2 separate regions of the Triticum aestivum genome follow, and region 1 is linked to region 2. Evidence: chromatin contacts called from public Hi-C data. All regions are on one chromosome and are shown on one strand. The core of a region is the stretch at or near the end of the contact, and the rest is flanking DNA. Distances in the headings are between cores, read along the strand shown. Region 1 holds the start of LOC123122646. Region 2 holds the start of LOC123122644 (wall-associated receptor kinase 2).

Evidence for each region. A called contact is a pair of places that touch in the nucleus more often than the background predicts.
Region 1: a Hi-C map of leaf shows a contact between it and region 2, with 3 times the contacts expected there. The contact joins the promoter of LOC123122646 here to the promoter of LOC123122644 in region 2. A contact is called at or near these places in 1 of 5 Hi-C or Micro-C datasets (leaf) and 1 of 1 datasets of contacts at active chromatin or transcription factors (leaf).

Annotation. Positions count from the first base shown.
Region 1 is chr5D:450,191,792-450,195,101 of IWGSC CS RefSeq v2.1, reverse strand. LOC123122646 reads right to left here and starts at 1,837. Exons shown (of 13, transcript XM_044542936.1): 1 at 1,458-1,837; 2 at 83-721. The coding sequence starts at 686.
Region 2 is chr5D:449,969,969-449,973,476 of IWGSC CS RefSeq v2.1, reverse strand. It overlaps LOC123122644 (wall-associated receptor kinase 2), which reads right to left and starts at 2,121. Exons shown (of 2, transcript XM_044542930.1): 1 at 994-2,121; 2 at 1-848. The coding sequence starts at 2,098.

The DNA.
Region 1 (3,310 bases), core at 588-3,087, 220 kb before region 2:
ACAGGCAAACTAAACTGTGACTATCATCCCAGTTAATTGGAAAAGCAAAACATGAGCTCAAAGTCACAGGGAAATCAAGTACCAGGGGATTTTTCATATTCTTCAGAAGATGTCTTGAAGGGATTTGTATAGCTCTGTGCGGTTAGCCTTTTCTGCTTCTTCAATGGCATAGTACCACTCTCGGAAGCATCATTCTTTGTTGAGTTATGTTCATCAATTTCTCCTTTTACGGTTTTGTCGGGAGTAGCCACTGGACTAGAAACTCCATTTGAATCATTTGAATCAGTAGAAGCTGAAACAGTACTTTTCTTTACTCTGTCGGACGTTCTTGGGGTACTAGCTTTCCTCGTCGACCCTTTTAGCTTCCTTGCTGACGTTTTCGGGGTACCAGGTGTGCTGGGGTTGCTCCTGCCCCTAATAGATTTCTGCGAAACAGGTGTAGAGGCAGAACTGGTGGTCAAAATGGGATTCTTTCCTTTTGTTTCTCGCTTCGACCTCCTGAGGTTTGGCTTCTGCTCATCGCTTGTTTCACGTGTGGACAAGCTTCTAGACTCCCTTCCACTGGCAGACGAGGTGGAGGTCGTTGCAGACATGGGGTCTTTTGCATTGGTGGCGGCGCTGCCTTTCCTTGCACTGGTGCCCCCTGCTCCCTCATTGTTCGCCCCTCCTGACCGGGTATTGGCCATCCGCTTCCGCAGAATCAACGCACTAGGCAGGGCACCTAGAATAACGCAATCAGAAGCAGAGGGGGGGGGGGGTCAGATATTTGGTCAAGGAGCACGGTATCAAACAGAGAATTTGTTTAATTTTGCGATGCGTAAGCAGTGCGACTTGGGTCGTGTATGGTTAGGCTGTGGATTTTCTGAAAGCAGCTGCGGGAGATGTGCTGTGGAAAAGCTGTGCAGGCTGTGTGCTGTGAGAAAGCTGTAAAACCATTTGGCAAACCAGCTGTCTGAAATGTGGCTGTGGGGTAAATTTCTGAAATACCCGCAAAAGCTGAAAGATTGGTTGCATACTATTTAATGAGAAGAACAATATTAGAGGTTGACTTAGTTTATAAATACAGCTATTCGACAAATTACCTAGTTAATTATTCAATGGAATTTTCGAGTCATTGCATATGAATGAGAATGAAAATTTTCCTATAAGAACACTAATACAAACATAATTGACTAATTATGCGGCTATGTTGATCATTATGGAATTTCGGCATATCAAAGGAGCATTCTCATGGATCAATGCATCAGTACGTTGAGCACACAAATGGAAACAGAAAACAAACTCGCACAAAATTCTGTAGCAACAAACCCAAATGTTTTGCAGGACCTCGTATTGCACATGACCAGCAACTAGACTGCATGGCAACAGCACAAGTCTGAGAACAGCCAGGGGTGCACAGGGACATCAAATGGCTACCTAGGCCATGTACAGCACACAAAAGAAATGCTTTTTTTTACCTCAGAGTCGAACTGCTACGGAGCCGTCCGTCGTGGTCGAGCCGGCCGGCACAGGGAGGCCGAGCGAAAGAAGAGAGACGGCGAAGGCGGTGCGGGGGTGGAGCTCCTGCGGCGGCCCGTCGTCTTGGTCGAGCTCCTGCGGCGGCCGGTCACTGTGGTCGAGGTGGACGGGGGTGGCCGCGGAGCGGAGGAGAGGAGGCCGGAGCGAATGGAGGTGGATGAGGGGGTGGAGGCGGCCGACGGCGGTCTTGCGGCGGCCCGCCGGCGGCGACGTGGGGGCGCGCCGGTGGCCAGCCGCTGGACGGCGGACGAGAACCCTAGAAATGGGGACTGCGTCTGCGTTGACTATTGCGTGGACGCTGGACGGGGACGGGGCCTGCCGGACTGGGCACCGATTAGGATTTTCACAGTGGCAAACATGGGTAATTTCGTCATAACTCTGGGGCCAAAGACGGGTGGCCTGGCCACGCAGCCAAATGATGACGGAGCAGGGACACCCACCCCTCAACTAGTAGTATATCTCGAGGCCATCAGGGTTAAGTCCTAAATTTAACACTGATACTCGTATTTTTTATTTATTTCAGATTTTTCGATGATGTTTGTTCAGTTGAAGGAGATGTTCCATCGATTATGAGGCGTCTATGATGACTTCATCAATCTTAACATGCTATGTGTTTCAGTCTCTCGGAGATGCTCATAAGGTGGATGCGTGCGATTATATATATAGGATGAGTGCATGCTCACTTGTATGTAAACAACTTCAATTACATTGTACTAGAAAAACTCTCTCCTGCTGAATTTAATAGAGGTAGGCCCTTTCATCCTCTATTACGCCTATAATAAAATTTAAGTAACCCTTTTAGAGATGTAGCATTACTCCCCATACATCAAATCATCGAGGGCGCACGGCTTCTTTCACATGTACCTTTGGGTTTTTTTTCTGTGTGTTGCGATATTATGAAATACAAGTATAATTTACTTCAGACTCCCTATACTGACCGCAAGGACGGGCCGATCAGTGATCGGTCATGTTTGTTCGACCTAACTGGTCTTCTCAAAAGGCCCCTATACGCTGAACTAATCGGCACTCCTGCCCATATATGGGTGGATATGCAAGGCCCAGACGCACCCATTATGTCAGCTCGGCCCACCCTAGCCCTCACGAACCCCATTCTATCCCACAAATATCCACACCCATTTCTTAGAAAAATATCCACACCCAGATCAAACCCTAGCTTCACTCTCTCACTTCCGCTCCACTCTCTGTCTCTTCCCCTTCCCTCTCCCCACAATGTTTGGCAGTGGCGTCGGCGTGGGATCCGACAGCGAGGACGATCCCATCGACTGGGACGCCCTCGTTCGGGAGGCGGAGGCAGACAACGATGAGCAGCTGGTCCTCTGCATCGTGTTGTAGCGCTATGAAGGAAATATGCCCTAGAGGCAATAATAAAATTGTTATTTTATATTCACTTATTCGTGATAAAGGTTTATTATTCATGCTATAATTGTATTGATCGAAAACCTAAATACATGTGTGAATACATAAATAAATACCGTGTCCCTAGTAAGCCTCTACTAGACTAGCTCGTTGATCAAAGATGGTTAAGGTTTCCTAACCATGGACATGAGTTGTCATTTGATTACGGGATCACATCAAGACCCATCTGTTAGCTTAGCATAATGATCGTTCAGTTTTATTGCTATTGCTTTCTTCATGTCAAATACATATTCCTTCGACTATGAGATTATGCAACTCCCGGATGCCGGAGGAATACCTTGTGTGCTATCAAATGTCACAACGTAACTGTGTGATCATAAAGATGCTCTACAGGAATCTTCGAAGGTGTTTGTTG
Region 2 (3,508 bases), core at 872-3,371:
GGATGATCGATATGAGCATGGTTTTTTCCTGGTGAGCAGCTCCATTAGGAGAACGCCGAAGCTATAAACATCGCTCTCCTCGGTGAGCTGTCCTGAGTAGCAATACATAGGGTCTAGGTACCCAAATGTCCCTTGGATGGCGGTTTCATCCCCTGTTTGATCTAGCGGAATGCACCTTGAAGCTCCAAAATCGGACACCTTTGCTATGAGAGTGCCATCTAACAGAATGTTTTGAGACTTGATATCCCTGTGGACTATAGGGAATGACACGGCCGAGTGAAGATACGCGAGAGCTCTTGCGGTCTCTGTTGCAATTCTTAGCCGATCCACCCATGGCAATGAAGCTTCAGGTTCTTCGACATGAAGATGATGGTAAAGTGTCCCGTTGGAGATGAACTCATATACTAGCAACGGCACCTCTGTCTCGAGGCAGCACCCGAAGAGCTTCACCACGTTCCGATGATTTATCTGCGAGAGGATTGCCACCTCGTTGATGAACTCGTTGATCTCCTTCTGGATTGCGGCCTTGGACTTCTTGATCGCCACGACGTGAAGGTCTGACATGATCCCTTTGTACACCATGCCATGACCTCCTCCGCCGATCTCACGAGCTTTGTCGAAGTTGTTGGTTGCCTTCTCCAGCTCCACCAAGGGGATGATCATCCTCTCAGCGATGTCTGCCTTTTGCGACACTAATTGCTCTAGTAGATGTCCCCTGTTTTGCTTGAAGAATTTCTGCTTGGATACTTTTGCCCTCTGACGCTTCAGCTTCCGGGTCACAAAAATGGCACCAAGCACCAAGAAAAGAAGGGCAGCACCACTGCCGATTCCTATGCCGATACTTAAACCTGAAAAGAAATGTCAGAGAAAATGTGTCATGGTTCAGGAAAATTCCCTGATATGAAGCAGAGGAACATTCTATGTCTCCTGGTGTGCAATCTCACATGCTATGTTCCCATACTATGTACCATCAATGGTGTTGTATATTCTCACCTAGACTTAGGGATGATTTGAGGCAGCCATCTTTGATCCGAGGGTCGCCACGAGAGCGGGGCGGACACACGCAGTGGTACCCTCCGGGCGTGTTGGTGCACACGCCGGAGCACATGAACTTATCAGGCCGCGCGCACTCGTTGACGTCTTGGCATCCTCCGGCGCCGGCGAGGTACGGGTTGCCCTCGTAGCCCTCCTGGCAATGGCACACGTAGCCAGTGCGGTAGTTGTTGGTGACGTTGCTGCATGAGCTGTGGCTGCTCCGGCACTCGCTCGACCCCGCGTCATTGGGGCAGCCCGTTGCCGCCCACCCCGGGGGATCCCGAGGTTGCCGGAGCCGCTTGGAGTCCAGCACCCACTCCAGCACCAAGGGCATCGCCGTCGTCCCGCGGGAGGAGTTCGCGCGTGCGGCCGACGTGTCGAACCAGCCCGTCTCCGCGACGCGCACCGAAACCGTAGCCAGCAACGAGTCCATCTCCTGGGCCGGGTCCATCCCCGTGAAATTAACGCGGTAGTAGGGACGGCCGATGGTGATGGGCGTCTTGCAGCAGCCGACGCCGGCGCACTCGGCGACGTCCTCGGCGGAGACGGTGTTGTTCAGCCCGTCGGTGACGGCGCAGAAGGCGGAGCAGCCGACGATGACGTTGTCCCTGTCCCCGATCAGCTTGGCCAGCACGTTGCACCCGGTGAGCACGAACCTGTTGCGCGATGCCGACACCACGAACGGGCCGCCGGCGGCGCCGGCGCCAAGGCCGCCCCACGTGCCGACGGCTCGGGTAGGGCCGCTTACCCTGCTGCCCTCGAGCTGCACGGCGCCAGCGGTGTTCCTGACGCGCACCGTGGATTTGGCCAGTGAGATCTCCATGACCTCGAGGGTGCTCCCGGCGCCGCCGATGAGCAGCCGCTCTTGGCCGTTCCTCCGGTCGCAGGTGAGGTTGAAGCCCGGCAAGTAGCACCCTTCCTTGATGCCGAATGGGTACGGCACGCTCACGCCAGCGCAGATGGTCGGGCAGCCCGGCGCAGCTCCGGTGACCTGAGCCGCCGCCGCGGCCACGAGGGAGAGCTGCAACAGAAAGGGCAACAGCGCCGCCGCCGGAAGCTTCATCCTATCTTCTGCGTGCGCGCGTATACACCGTCGATACCCACCCACTGCGTACTCTGCTAAATATATCGATCCGTGGAGGTGCATGCGTTACTATTCAAGCGTTGACTGACCGAAATATCCGTGCAGGTGCATGCGTTACTATCCGTACAGGGGATGGAAGCTTGGCTTTATCTACTAACAAGAAATATCTCATACAAGGACCGAGCAAAAAAATTATATGATTTTTTTCTTGCTAAGAATATCAGTACAGATGCCCAAGTTGGACTATTCAAAAACATAAGTACAACTTAAATTGGATTCTCCAAAATTACAAGTGCGAATTTATCTAAAAGAATACATATATGTTTTCATATTTTAAATCAACTTTTCTTGTTAATGGTCAAACTTGATTTGTACGTAAGATCAATGTTCAAATTACGGTTTCAAGATGACCAACAACCCCATTTTTGTAGTGGGTAATAGATTGATGTCCCTTATTGTTATCTAAAGAATTTCTGCCTTAGCGTTTTTGCCCTATGATGCTCCCGTTTTTTTTAATGAGAAACACTAGCGTTGTATTTTATTAGGTTATTAAGGAAAATATAGTAGAACATATATGAAGGCTCCAAGAGTTATATGAAGGCTCTGAAGGTTAGATGAAAAGAAACCAAAACTTCATGGTGGTTGCCAATCGGTCCACTCGAACCGAAGAAGTTTACAAGTCATCTCATTGATATAGCAAGCTAAAAAAAAGTCATACCCGATGATTTGGCACAACTCTTAAAGAGTCTTCAGTTCATCTTCTACGAAATTGACACCAAAGAGGGAAGCAAATGGTGTTCTATGGCTCACACAACTTATGAGGTTAGAAAGAATTGGCGTTCATCCCTCCACCAACAACCATAGAAGGGGTCTGGTGTTGATGGTTTCAGGGGCAGCGGTGGGAAGTTTGAAACGCGCAACAGCCATGGACCAAATCGAGCGTCAATAGGAACAGTCAGCGAAGAGGTGGACCAGTTTGCGGTTGGGCAGTTTCACAAATAAGGACAACCCAAGCGTACGTGATGCTACAGTTTAGGCGGGACCCTGGTGGACTAAATCAAATCCTCTAGGTCCGAACGAGTTCTCCCTGCGAACTGGACGAGATATGTGGGAATTATCGAGCTTTTAGCTCATTTTATCATTTCCAGTAATTCTTAATACTCCCTCCGGTCTTTTTTACTCTGCATATAAGAATTATCTGAAGTCAAACTTCATAAAGTTTGATCATATTTATATGAAAAAAAATCAACATCTGTCATGCTAAAGTTATACAATATGAAAATTAAGTCATGACGCATCTGCTGATATTGTTTTCACATTGTGAATGTTGGCATTTTTTTTCTATAAAATTGGTCAAACTTTACAAGGCTTGACTTCAGATAAATCTTA